Linked DNA regions of Arachis hypogaea: region 2 is linked to region 1. Evidence: chromatin contacts called from public Hi-C data. All regions are on one chromosome and are shown on one strand. Each heading gives the region's core, a stretch centred on a gene start, on an enhancer-like site or on the middle of the called end of the contact. The rest is flanking DNA. Distances are from core to core; before and after follow the strand shown.

What was found. Hi-C and Micro-C count contacts between places; a contact is called where the count stands out from the background.
Region 2: a Hi-C map of an unstated tissue shows a contact between it and region 1, with 7 times the contacts expected there. The contact joins the promoter of LOC112696273 here to the enhancer-like site in region 1. A contact is called at or near these places in 3 of 8 Hi-C or Micro-C datasets (leaf and an unstated tissue).

What each region holds. Positions count from the first base shown.
Region 1 is chr6:16,848,345-16,855,038 of arahy.Tifrunner.gnm2.J5K5, forward strand. It overlaps the pseudogene LOC112696265. Among protein-coding and RNA genes, the nearest start is that of LOC112696262, 9.2 kb to the left of the region's middle. Within about 2 kb of position 4,192, at least 3 of the 3 cell types and tissues checked have open chromatin away from gene starts, as enhancers often do.
Region 2 is chr6:17,124,308-17,131,001 of arahy.Tifrunner.gnm2.J5K5, forward strand. It overlaps LOC112696273, which reads right to left and starts at 3,991. Exons shown (of 14, transcript XM_072197992.1): 1 at 3,621-3,991; 2 at 1,736-3,441; 3 at 337-1,434; 4 at 1-157. The coding sequence starts at 486. It overlaps LOC112805381, which reads right to left and starts at 3,927. Exons shown (of 3, transcript XM_025847771.1): 1 at 3,621-3,927; 2 at 3,039-3,441; 3 at 1,782-2,967. The coding sequence starts at 3,927. The coding sequence ends at 1,782.

The DNA.
Region 1 (6,694 bases), core at 2,942-5,441:
GAGATATATCTATTATCATTTCCCACTGTCCTTTCTGGCTTGAATTTGTAAATGATAATGCCACACTTTAGTTTATTATCAACTTGTGAATAAGTCTATTCATGTCTTTCTCCTAAAAAAAAATGGGTCTTTTCATGGTGTGCATTTGGCCATTCTGTCCGCATTGTAGATATCGTTCATTCACTACTTTAGCTCATCAGATCTCCACTAACACTATTGCCTATCATGGGTCTTATCTTTCTTTTTACAATATAAATACTAAAATAGATGTTATTACTTATATCAAGGGGTTGGTTTGCTTTTCTAAATATGGCCTAAGAAACAATATCTTTTACTTTTCCTCCAATTTTGTCTTTCAATAGGAAGATTTGATAGAAAATACAATAGAAGGAAGTAGCCATTTTCATAGAAATATGGAGGATCTGTATTCGTTTTAGTCTTCTGGTCTTTTCCCTGTCAATATATTGTTCCAGTAGATATGATATTTGCAGATATATATAATGTAATTTATGTAGCGAATTGGCACCTTGAAAATTATTTTCATATAAATGACTAAATGTGTTCTTTGGATTTAGAATATGGCATCTGCCTCTGGACCTATTGAGTTGTCAAATCAGTTTAAGATTGTGCTTGTCCGCAACTCCACATATAGATTAAATCTCCTGATCCACTTTTCATGCAATTGTTTCTTTGAGCATAAATAACAAAAACATGCTTGAAAAGGATAAAAAGAGGGATACCATACCCACATATTTTTACTTGATGTGTATTAAATTTTTTATTTTTATACTTCTTGAAGCTTGAAATTAATCTACTGGTTTCAGGGGATATTTCTTTTAATAATTTCTTTGAAGGCAGTTTTGCTCTGTTTGCATGACTGCTCTCTGTTTCATTAAAAAGACAATAACACTGAATTGTTCCAACATTTTTAATATTATTGTGCTTTTTCTCTTGATCAGACGGATAGAGCTGCAATGTTAGATGAAATTGTGGATTATGTCAAGTTCTTAAGGCTTCAAGTAAAGGTAATTATTTTTGTAAAAGTTATTGTGCCTGTCACTAGCATTTATTTTTTAATTTACTTTCATAATTAGGTCTTAAATTATTGTTAATGACTGCTTTTAGCCAATCAATCAAACCTGTTGACCTATGCCTTCTTATCACTGTCCGTAGTCCCAACAATGGTCAATTAGTTGAGATTAAACTCACGACCATAAACTCCACAAAGTGGTTATCACTTTAGATGAGAACCCGTTGGCCAATGTTATTATATTCCTGTAGACTAGGAAATATCTGCAATGGATACAGTCAAATGAATATGATAGCATTTTTAGAATGCTTAATGCCCTGTAGTTACTTTTTCATTATCCAATCACTTTGAAGGGTCTTTGTTGGAGTACATCGCAATTAAATCCATGATGTAACACGTCCAAAAAAAGAGAGGCTATTTTGAATTTGTAGCAATGTGAAATGAAGATGCAAATGACTGTTAATTAATCTGCCTTTCAGGTTTTGAGCATGAGTAGATTGGGTGGAGCTGGTGCAGTGGCACCACTGGTAACTGACATCCCATTATCATCAGTTGAGGTAATTAATTATTGAGTTGGAAAATTTTGGTTTTTGGTTGTCTTTCAATCGCTTCAGCCATTTTAACTAAGTGACTATCAGGAGGAAGGCAGTGATGGTGGAAGAAACCGGCCGGCTTGGGACAAGTGGTCAAATGATGGCACAGAAAGACAGGTGGCTAAGCTTATGGAAGAAAACGTTGGAGCAGCCATGCAGTTTCTTCAATCCAAGGCACTCTGCATCATGCCAATCTCACTTGCATCCGCGATATACCAATCACAACCCCCGGACACCTCTAGTATAGTGAAGCCTGAAGCTAACCCTCCTCCATAGACCTTAGGTATATGGTGCATGACTTCTTGGTCCCATCTACCACTCACCTAATACTGTGTGGCCCATGAGTTATTTGTCTGTTCCAAGGCTCCATAATTAAGTAATTGGAAAGCATCAAGTTGCAATCAAAGTCAGATCCCATAATATCTCTTTATTTGTGGCTTGTCAATGCAGGGTTTGATGGCAAATTGTCAGTCTTAGAAAATAGCAGCAGACCCATTCTTGTATTGGCAAGTTTCAAAGTGTAGGGAAAGAAATTGTAAGAAAAAAAGAAGAAGAAAAGATCACTTGATAGGTCTTGTTCTCTTTGTTTTTCTGTCAATTGGTGGGGGGTTGTAGTGGAACATGATGAAAGCGCTTTAATAGTGGGACTTAGATTTTTGTAGTGGATTGTGGGACCTTGTAAAAGGTTAGACCGGTGTGCATATTATTTTTAATTAGTGATGTAACCCTAGAGGATTTGAAAAATGGGAGAGGTGAAATGGATAATAGTTGCTTTAAGAATGCAACTGGTGTTGCCAAGTCTAGCAGGAAATTATGCCGCTTTTTGTTTGTGTTGTGCGAGTTGCCTGCTTTTTCCTCCGTTCTGCTCAATCATGATTCGATTTTGATCCATTTGAGAACATGGAAGGGCAAGTATGCTTGGCTCTTGACACGTGTCATATAAATTATTAACCTACTGTTAACTTATTCAACTCAAATGCCATTAGCAACAGCTCAAGAGGCTCTTGTGTTAAGCACTTCCTAGGGTCATGGTCAGTGAGGTATATTAATTCCTCTCTTCATGTCGAAAATGAAGAAGAATTAATGTGTCTTATGACATAATGGTTTTTTTTTTTTTTTATTTCAGAGAAAACTGAAATGCTTTCATATTTTGTTAATTGAATGACTAAGAGTAGTAGTAAAGTGTAGAAGAAAGTTAGAGAATTAGTGCGAAATTAAAGTGGTTTACTATATAAGAGTGAGGAAGCATTGAGGGAAATTAGAGGATAATGGAAACATCACGGGTTGAAAGAGATGGTACAGTGTCAACCCAAATGGGTAAACCAGTGGGAATTGGTTGGATATTCTTGTCTCCTAAAGTTGGGAACTCCTAACTTAGTATCCATCATTTGGATTAAAATGGGGATCTTCTTAGCTCATAAAAGGATAAGGATTCACACAGTGGGAAGGAATACCCACCCCACACGAATTTGCCAAATGTTTTCTTAATGAATGTCCTTAATCTTTATAGATTAATTTTATTTATAAGTTGGAATATGCCGTATGAAAATTTTAAGTTGAATTGTATTCTGATCGGATTATTTAAATTATTCCGTGTTGCATTTAAATGCAATTAAAACTTTTTTTTTTTAAATTCATTCCCAGAGATATCCAAAAAAATCCACCTTCTTAATGCGAATTCTAAAATGAGAATCAATCATGATACGAAACAGGGACAGGGACAGGGAGAGCGCGGAGCTTGCACGTTTTCTTTCTCTCTCTCTCTCTCTCTCTCACTCAAATAACATCAATGCATTAATTTACTGTACATTGTAGAATGTATGTTTATTCATTCATAATACTTTGCGGCCTATATGTAAACTTGCCCAAACGATTCACTTTCGTATGTGTATCAAATTATCAATCATAAGTTGCACTTTTTTATTTCTCATATAGATTGAAACCGTCCTCAACTCTAAGTATTATATCACAAATTCACCCGCATTATACTCACCCACATAATATTTAAAGATTCCTATTCACTAATTGGTCTTGCCAAAAGTTGAACCTGAATACAGCCTATTAAAAAGCACTATAATTTGCCACTTGAACTAAACCTTAGCTGCATAAGGTGCTTTTTTTTCTTTTTGGACAGGACATAAATTGTAATTCTTTTTTTTTGTACAGTATTTTTCAACCTGAGAGGACATAAATTGCAATTTTATTTAAGAGTTTGTCGCTGGCCAATTGGTTGCTGCATATACAAGATGAGATTCGAAATTCCGACACTTGTTTAAGCGAACGAGTGAGCTGACCACCCGACATGCAAGTTGGTTAACAAATTGCACTTTATTTTCTGCAAATTTCACATATTAGATATAATTTTTTTTGCCATTTTTTTTTATTTGGACTTGACATACCATATCTTAAATACCTAGAAACCGGGCGTTACTGTGGACATTGGAAAGGCCGAAAGGCAACAGACGAAAGTCAGTTGTTTTTTGTTACATAGGGGCCTACTAAGGCCCAGTCCAATATATTCTTTAACCCCATACTACAGAAAAATAGTAATTAGAACAGTCCCAATGAATACATATGAGCCTGAGCCTATTTATACAACATGCTTGGTTATAGCACGGACAACGATATAGCCATATAGGGGAAGCCCTTTGGGTTTATAGCACGTTCAATCCAGATGGGTCAGGTCCTAATTACTCACACTTAATATCAGCTAATGCCATGTTAGCTATATTATCTTTCCAAGACCCAAAAAAAAAAACTATATTATCTTTCCTGACCCCAAAAAAAAAAAAAAGATTTTAGATACTTATATTTCAATAGGAAAATTGGTCTCAAGGGGGAAATCTAATTTCATTTTACAGTTTCTAATGTGCCTGTGGATTTATTTTCTAAACAGCCACGGGACTCTTCATACATTATGCAGTTCTACTTGGTTATCCATTAATTATTATTGTCTACTCTGTTTTATCAGCTTCATCAGCATCAATGCTGCTACTGGAAGTTGTTTTTTGATTGGCTTTGAATTAGATAAAAAATGTATGTAGTTTTCGAAAATTCAAAATGATGGTGATTTATTAAAATCCTTTTTGACAATAAATAAGTTTTTATAGGAAATTAAATGTGACATCAAATCAATTTTTAAATAATTTTAATTATAATTTCAATGTCATATGTATTCTAACTATTTTTGTGTTGATTGTGAAAAATAGTTATTTTTGTTGTTGTGGTGATATGTATTTGGTATTCTCGTATAAAAATTAAATTATGTACTACACCCTACAAAATCGGAGTCGACGACCCATATCTCGACCACATCTGCAACGTTCACAAAGAGATAAACACCGAAGCTGCACAATGACCATAACCACCCAGTAATCTCGGCTAAACCCGAGATTCACTCCACCAAACCTATAAGTAAACTCAATAAGTAAAATCTATAAGAAGGGCAGCCACGAGGCAGCGAGGGGGATATCAAATACACACATACTCATAAGTAGTTTTCGTTCTCATCCTTAAAAAATATCTCTCACTAACTTGAGTGTCGGAGTCTTTTTGCAGGTACCCCGCTCGGGTCGCGTTCAAGCAAGGCGTCTCTCATTTCAAACGTAAAAGTCATCATAGCAGTCTCTCCCTAGAGTTTGGTGTATAGCTCGGAGAAGAGTAACCTTGCACGAACATTGGCACCCACTATGGGGCCACCGCCTCGCATACTAATTCTTTCAAGTTAAACGTTACGTCTTGTGCATTTCTACCATCTTTTGCAGGAACCAAGTCATGACGGACCACTCGACAACCCCTTCGAATAACCCAACCAACGCTGATTTATTAGCCGCAAATGCCGCCTTGCAGGCCGAAAACCAGCGGATGGCCGAATTATTAGCAGCGATGCAGAACAATGACGAACAGAAAAATAAGAAAGAAAACACTGTGCAACACGAAGAGCATCAATCAGAGTCGAACGTTAAGACAGGAGAAACTCACGCTAGGATGACAAGGCGGCGAAACAACCCTTTTTCAGAAGAAATAATGAGCTTTAAAATGCCTATAAATTTCACACTCCCGATGATACTATCGCCGTACAAGGGGATCAGAGATCCTAAAATCCATGTTACAAAATTTGAATCAATGATGTTTCTTAACAGTGACTCCAATCCCATCTTGTGCCGATCTTTTCCAGCCTTCCTAAATGGAGCTGCTTTATTATGGTTTTCTAACTTACCTGCATGATCAATATCTAGTTTTGACGAGTTTACTAAACTGTTTATAAACCATTTTGCAGCGTCAAAGATTTATGTGCGAGATTCAGACTATCTTAGCACAATCAAGCAGGGTCAACACGAGAGCTTAAAAAAATACATGACGCGATTTACAGAGGCAAACATGCAAATTTCCGATCTTAATCCTGAAGTACAGTTACATGCCATTAAAAGCGGACTTCGTCCTAGAAAATTCCAAGAAGCGATAGCGGTAACAAAGCCAAAAACGCTGGAAGAGTTTCGAGAAAAAGCCCAGGGCCAAATAGAGGTGGAAGAGCTAAGAGAAGCTTGAAGGACCGAAAGACCGGCCAAAAAGGACAACGAAAGATCTCACCGACCTACAAGCAGAGATTCGAGAAGACCATTCAAGCTAGCGCCAAAGTTTGACACGTATACAAAATTCAACACGAAGAGAGAAGACATAATGAAAGAAATTCTACACAATAAATTGATTAAGCCACCGAGCCGAGCAGGTTTATACCAAGATCAGAAATACGTAGACAGGAGCAAGCATTGTGCTTACCACCAGAAGTTCGGCCATACAACAGACGAGTGCGTAGTGGCAAAAGACCTATTAGAAAGATTGGCAAGACAAGGACTTCTGGACAGATATATCTCAGTCAAAAAGCAACAAGACGCGGCGAGAGAATCAGAAAAAGAAAGCAGACAAAAACAGGTTGAGATACCCCCATCAAAAGGAGTTATCAACTACATCTCAGGGGGCTTTGCAGGAGGCGGGACCACTAACTCGGCAAGAAAAAGGAGTTACAGAGCCATGATGACAATGGAGGGAGCCCACCCAGAGCAATACTCCT
Region 2 (6,694 bases), core at 2,741-5,240, 280 kb after region 1:
TATGAAAAATAATTCTAAAGCGGTGTTGTGTCAACCTAGTTAACCCAGAGTTTGGAACCACAGTAAAATGTGCAATCACATAAACATTTCTTTTTTCTAGAACTTCATTAAAATATGGAATTAGAGACTCTGTGATAGTTCCCTCAATTTTTGTTAACTGTGAATAATCACAAAAAACCCAGTCAATTATAAATAATAAAAAAATGTCACTCCAGGTAAATAAATAAATTAAGAATGAACATGAGAAAAAAAATAACAGAAACAAACATATGGAAAAGTAGTAACACAAGAACATGACTCAAAGAAAAAAAAATAGAGCTCACATGAGAGACTTACCTTATCATCCATTAACACCATGTGTATCAGATTGCCATCTCTTGTTGGAACACCATATGGAGCAGACCATACCCTGTTAATTCTGACTCTTATTCTCCAGTCACCTCTCCATGGTGTTATCTTATCCAGGGAATGAAAACAAGTATTCATGATAGAATACCGTCACACCAATGTATGGATCTATTTATCAACTGTCTACAACAGAGTAGAAAGAAAGGGAAAAACAAAACAAATGGCTGGGAACAACACATTAGTGACCCATTTATATAGAAATAATAATAACAGTGATAATAAATATAAATAAACAATAAAAAATAAAAAATATAGAACATATTACACCACATCCTATGGTCTATTACCTATTACATATAATATAATAGATACTATCATAGGCAAGTAGATATAGTTGCAGATACTTTTACTTATACGCTATGACAGCAAAAAAAGACTGACAATGAATTTTCACTTCAGATCATAGAGCCTAATCGATTTTCACTTCAATTCATAGAGCCTGTTGCAATTTATCCTACATTGAACATAACTTCAATGTTCTATATGAATTACCTAACAGACCATCTTCAACCAGACTCTATCTATCATAAACAGTGAAAAACAAAACTTTTATAAACACAACCGACTTTGCCAGAAAAAAAATTTAAACTAAATTAACAAACAACAAATCAACAAATTAACAAATTTCAAAGACCCAAAGATGTTCAATGTCAAACCCTAGAACCATCAATAAATTAGGCAGAATTTCAAGGTAAGAGGAGGTTGCAAAATCAAATTAGCCAGAGTATATAAAGAAATTCGTACCACGACTGGGAAAAGAAAAAACCACCATGCTTCCCTTGTCCCATGCCGAAGATGACCCACTGCCCGTAAAGGGAAGAACGCTACCATGGTAGTTCTACTGAAACAAGAATAGGATGCGATGCTATGGATAGCTAATACAATTGAGAACCCATAGATGAACCCACTCCCTGGAATGTTGTATCTTGACACAAATAGTGCTATCGCTGGAGAGGAACACCAACAGTGAGGAAGGAGCATAATTGGGCATGTGGACACCGAGGATGAAGAGAACACGCCAGCCCTCTTTTAAGAAAAAGAAACAAGAAACATAAATGTCTGACCCTATTCCTTTATTTGATAATATATCAGATTTTAATTTGCAATATATGTAATTGTAGACTAATAAAATATTTTAACACATAGTTGATTTCCATATTTAAACAAATCTTCATAACATTTAAATAAAAATTGATATAGTATAACCACTATTTGCTAAACATAAAAAAAATATTATCCAAATAAATAAAAAATATCATACTAATTAGATATATATTTTTCCTTATAATAATTAGCCATAACTAAAATCAATACTTAGAAAACTTACCAAAAGTTTTATAGTCTTCTGAATCTTGAACAAAATAAGAAGCCATTCAAATTTTATCAAAAACCTCTGTGAAAACAACATTCTCAGTGAAATTTGGAAATTCTGAATTTTGATCAAGCAGCAAAATCTTTAGTCCACTTCTACTCCTCACACGAGATACAGCGACATAGAGTTGACCATGGGAAAATACTGGACGCCGTAAGAATAATCCAACAACAGATAACGTTTGCCCCTGACTTTTGTTAATCGTCATTGCAAATGACAAACTTATTGGAAATTGCCTACGTTGGAATTTAAAAGGTATCCCAGCATCACTTGGAATGAGATTCATTCGAGCAATATATACTTGATCACCAATGTTACTACCAGAAACAACCTCGGCTGCAATCACATTTGATCCCAGGTCTTTTACAATAAGTCGAGTTCCATTGCACAACCCACTAGTTGGATCAATATTTCTCAGCAAAATAATAGGTACCCCTTTCTTTAATTTGACAGAATGATTGGGTAACCCAGAACATCTAATTTGGTTTAAAAATTCGGTGGTTATCCAACTACAATCAATATCACCATAAGCATCACTACCACAAATAATATCGGCACTCAAATACTCCTTTTCTTCACCCGGTAACAGGTTAACTATGTAGTTATTAATCTCTTCAACAATTTCAACCGTTGGAGCCAAAATTGCTCTATCCTGAAAGAAAATTGGATCTGAAAAATTGACAACAATATTTGGATAAACCACATTTATAATATCTTCAACCGGATTATCAGAAGTATTAATAAGCAAATCAGTTGGTACTTCAACACAAAGTTTTTCATTGATAATCACACCAGATTTTCCCTCTCCTATCTGAAGTATCCAGTCTGAAAAGGATCTTAACTCTTCTACAACAGCTTCTTCCAATGCACTATCCAATCTCATATTCTTTGTTAAGGTTAATACCTCAAAATGCTTCCAAAGAATTGAAGAATTAATAGTGGCCATCACAATCTCAACTCTGGAAGCTTTGGGGACAACAGGCAATACTTGTCGGAAATCACCACCCAAAACAATTATTTTTCCACCAAATGGTAAATCTTTGTTAACAACAGACACAGACGACATTATATCACGAAGCGTTCTATCCAATGCCTCAAAAGCCAACCTATTAGTCATTGGTGCTTCGTCCCAAATAATCAAATTAGCACATCGAATCAATTCGGCCTTAGCACTATCCTTTGAGACCCTGCAAACAGTACACTCATTTAACTCAATTGGAATGTTGAACATTGAATGAGCTGTCTTGCCCCCGGTAACAATAATGCTGCAATTCCACTCGATGCAACATTGATGACAATTTTCCTCTCAGATCGCAACCTAGCTGACAATGTCCTGTACAAGAAAGTTTTTCTAGTTCCGCCAAATCCATATATAAAAAAATATCCACCTTCTTTGTTACAAACACGGTTGACAATTTTCTCATATATAACTCTTTGTTCTTCATTCAACTTCAATACATTTGAATCATTCTCCTGGATTAATAAATCAATATCATATTGCATTTCCCGTAGCAGCATAGAGTTGTTGAATTGAGAAACCAATTGAATATCTGGACATGGCATACCAGCATAATCTCTTAATGACTTCCCATTATTCTGGAGCAACTTCTGGATCTCAATCAAACAAAAAGTCTGTAGTTCATCTTCAGTCATTTGTAACCCTGCAAATACAAGTTGATTAGAAACCCAAAATAAAGATTTAGCACATAGATTTAAAACAAACTGTGTGTCTCTATAGAAATGTGTGCACAAACAAACACACGTGCATATTAATCTATACATATACACAGACAATTCCTGTCAAACAAGTTTCGTAATATAGTAGGAAAAAAAATCATACCTGGAATTCCAAGTTCTCGTCGTCTATAATAAATGATACCATTAGATAACAACTTCCAAGTTTGCTTCCAGACAAACAATGGCCGCACAACAGAACCAGACAACAACAATGTCACAAAAAACTTCCTTAACTGCTCTCCAGACGACAACTCAGCAACTTTTTTCAGAGCATAAACAAATTCATTATCATCAACCAAAAAACCCATAGCTGAACATGCATCTTGAAATGTATCATATACAATTGAATTAACTGTTCTTATACTTCGGAAACTAGTGCAACCCCTCTGAACATTCAACAATAATCGCATGTAAAACAATTCACCTGTCGACGGATGAGCAAAACTTAATCTACCAATTGAAAACCCTCTTCATCTTGGCATCCATTCCCTAGATTCTATATCATATACAAATTTACTTGGGTACTCAACATATGTCAAACATCGCCCTTCAGCATATCGCCTATTAGCCAACATCCAAGCAGTAAACATCGTCATCAAATCTCTATTCTGAACAAAAACTGAACTAACAATGTCACTGTCATCAAACACAACATACTGTTGACTCGGCAAATGAAAAGTCAACCGCTGCACAGCAGGCCATCTATGATGTATATCAAATGCAAAGATTCTCCACATGGACTCTGAAGGAGAAAGATAACGACAATCATAATACTGTTTAATCTCATCTAAAATCTGCGATTCTTGACAACCACTCGTTGATTGGTCCACTGTAGCAGTCAAACGATCAGGGCCCTTGTTAACATACTTAAAAAGATATTTGATAACATTTGACTTGTTACAAAACTCCAAGTTGATGTGAGCCTGATATTTCATTAACAACAACGGATTATAAGGCACCACAAATCTGTTATCAATATCTGTACCACATAACTTGACAGTAATTCCCATGTCACGACGTTTGTACACTGGATACCCATCATCGTCAAATGAAGTCTCATTCACAAACTGCTTAGGGTAAAATTTTGAGCATTTACCGTCCTTCATACACGGAGAACTCGGCCGTATCCTACCACAAGGACCATGAATCATATATTTTGTGACCATCCTATACAAATTAGGAAATCTTGCAGGATTAGGTAATTCTGCACAAATCAATTCATCAACAAGTTCAACATTCTGCAAAATGTTCCTTCTTTCAAGCCAAAGCAAAAAATGTGCATGGGGTAAACCTCTTTTTTGAAACTCAATTGTATACATACCTACATAAAATAACAACTAATAAATCAATAAATATAAAAACAAAAACCATTTAATAAAAACAAGTTATTCTCAGTTAATCCAAAAAAATATATATAAAACAAAGAAATACGACGAATTTACCGGCATTGAGAGGACCAAAAAAGGTGCCACCTTTAAGGTCAGTTAGAAGACACTTCAGCTTAGCATGAAAAACTCGACAAGAAATATCCGGTCTATCAGCAATTGGAATCCCTTCACGACGGGTGTATCGTTGAAATTCAGGCCAATTTGGATTGCAAGTAATAGTTAGGAACAAGTCAGGATAACCATAATGCTTGCAAATTGCCATAGCATCCTGACAATTATTAAACATATAACATTTACCACCTGTAAAAGAAGATGGTAGTATAACCCTTGTCCCAATTGAGGATGCTTCAACATCACCACGCTGCATAGCTTCCTCTATACCATTCAAAAACTCCCCTCTAATTGTACTTTGTTTTTTCCTAATTTCAAAGAGTCTCTGTGATTCTATCGATGCAAAACAATCAACAACAAATTGTTGGAACAACCTCCTAGCTTTGTGAATGATGCTTCCCTCATCCTCTCTCATTTGTAATCGGAAATTCACAAACTCACGCAGAGACATCCTCGTCCTTCTTCCACGCACGTAAGTAACTTGAACCCCTCGATACGGGATGTTCAATTGATACCCATCCTCACCATAAGGAAAAAGCAAAGGATATTGTAAAGGCAAGTACAAAGCATGAGTTTCATAAATCCGTTGCAATTGACCACTGGTAGACTGAACAATAATATCACGACCACAGTCGGATGATTCGAAATCACCAACTATCAAAGCAGCAACCTCATCGCATGAAGGATAATTGTAAATTCTTGGATCATGTACTCGCTGAGAAAACAATCTCAAACAAAATTCTTGCGAAGGATGATCCTCATAAAATTCTCGAGCTCTCCGAAACAATTGGGCTATAACATTGTGTTCATCAATCATTTGCATTAGACCAACTATCAATTCCTTATCTATTTCAGTTGTTTGCCTACAGGAAAACATAATACAACAATTCATTATAAAATCCCTCTAACCCGTGGTATAAGACAAAAAACTAACAATAATACGCATATAATAGAAAATAACCACACTAATAATCAACCATAGAAGTTAAGACGAACATACCCAAAAATTCCCTGGCGATTGACTACCTCGTGCTGCGTGTCGTAGATATATAACTGTGCAAATCTTGGATTTTCACCAATGCCTGGTAGCAAACTCCCAATTCGATGATAAACTTGCCCATTTATGATAAATTGAGGAGGTCCACGACCATCATTAATTGAGTCATGAACCTTACATCCAAAAGAAGTGAATGCAAACATACTATTGTATGCTCTGATATTTTTTTAAAAATGCAAAGACTTATTATCACGACCATTTAACAGGTTACACAATAATTCTGGAGGCCTTTGCAAATAGGGTAATTGGACTTTTTCTTTCAAGCAACAAAGTGTAAATACTGGTTGATTTATTGTTGAATATCTTTCAACACGCTCTAACAACCAGAAGTTTGCCCCACAAAATGAACAACTGTAATCGGCATCACCAATATCAAGACAGCCTGTACAAATTTCAAACAAAAAGAAAAGATCAATGCAATCACCTTACACCACAAACACATTGAGAACGAATCACAACTATCTATCAATATTTTGCTTACAGAAATACAACGAACCAAAAAATGATGTGAAAAAATCATTCATAGATCATCATATTTAAAACCAAAATTTTTATTATCTTTCATCACCTATATTGGAATTTCCTTTCCATATATAAATTTACATTTATACATATAGAAAA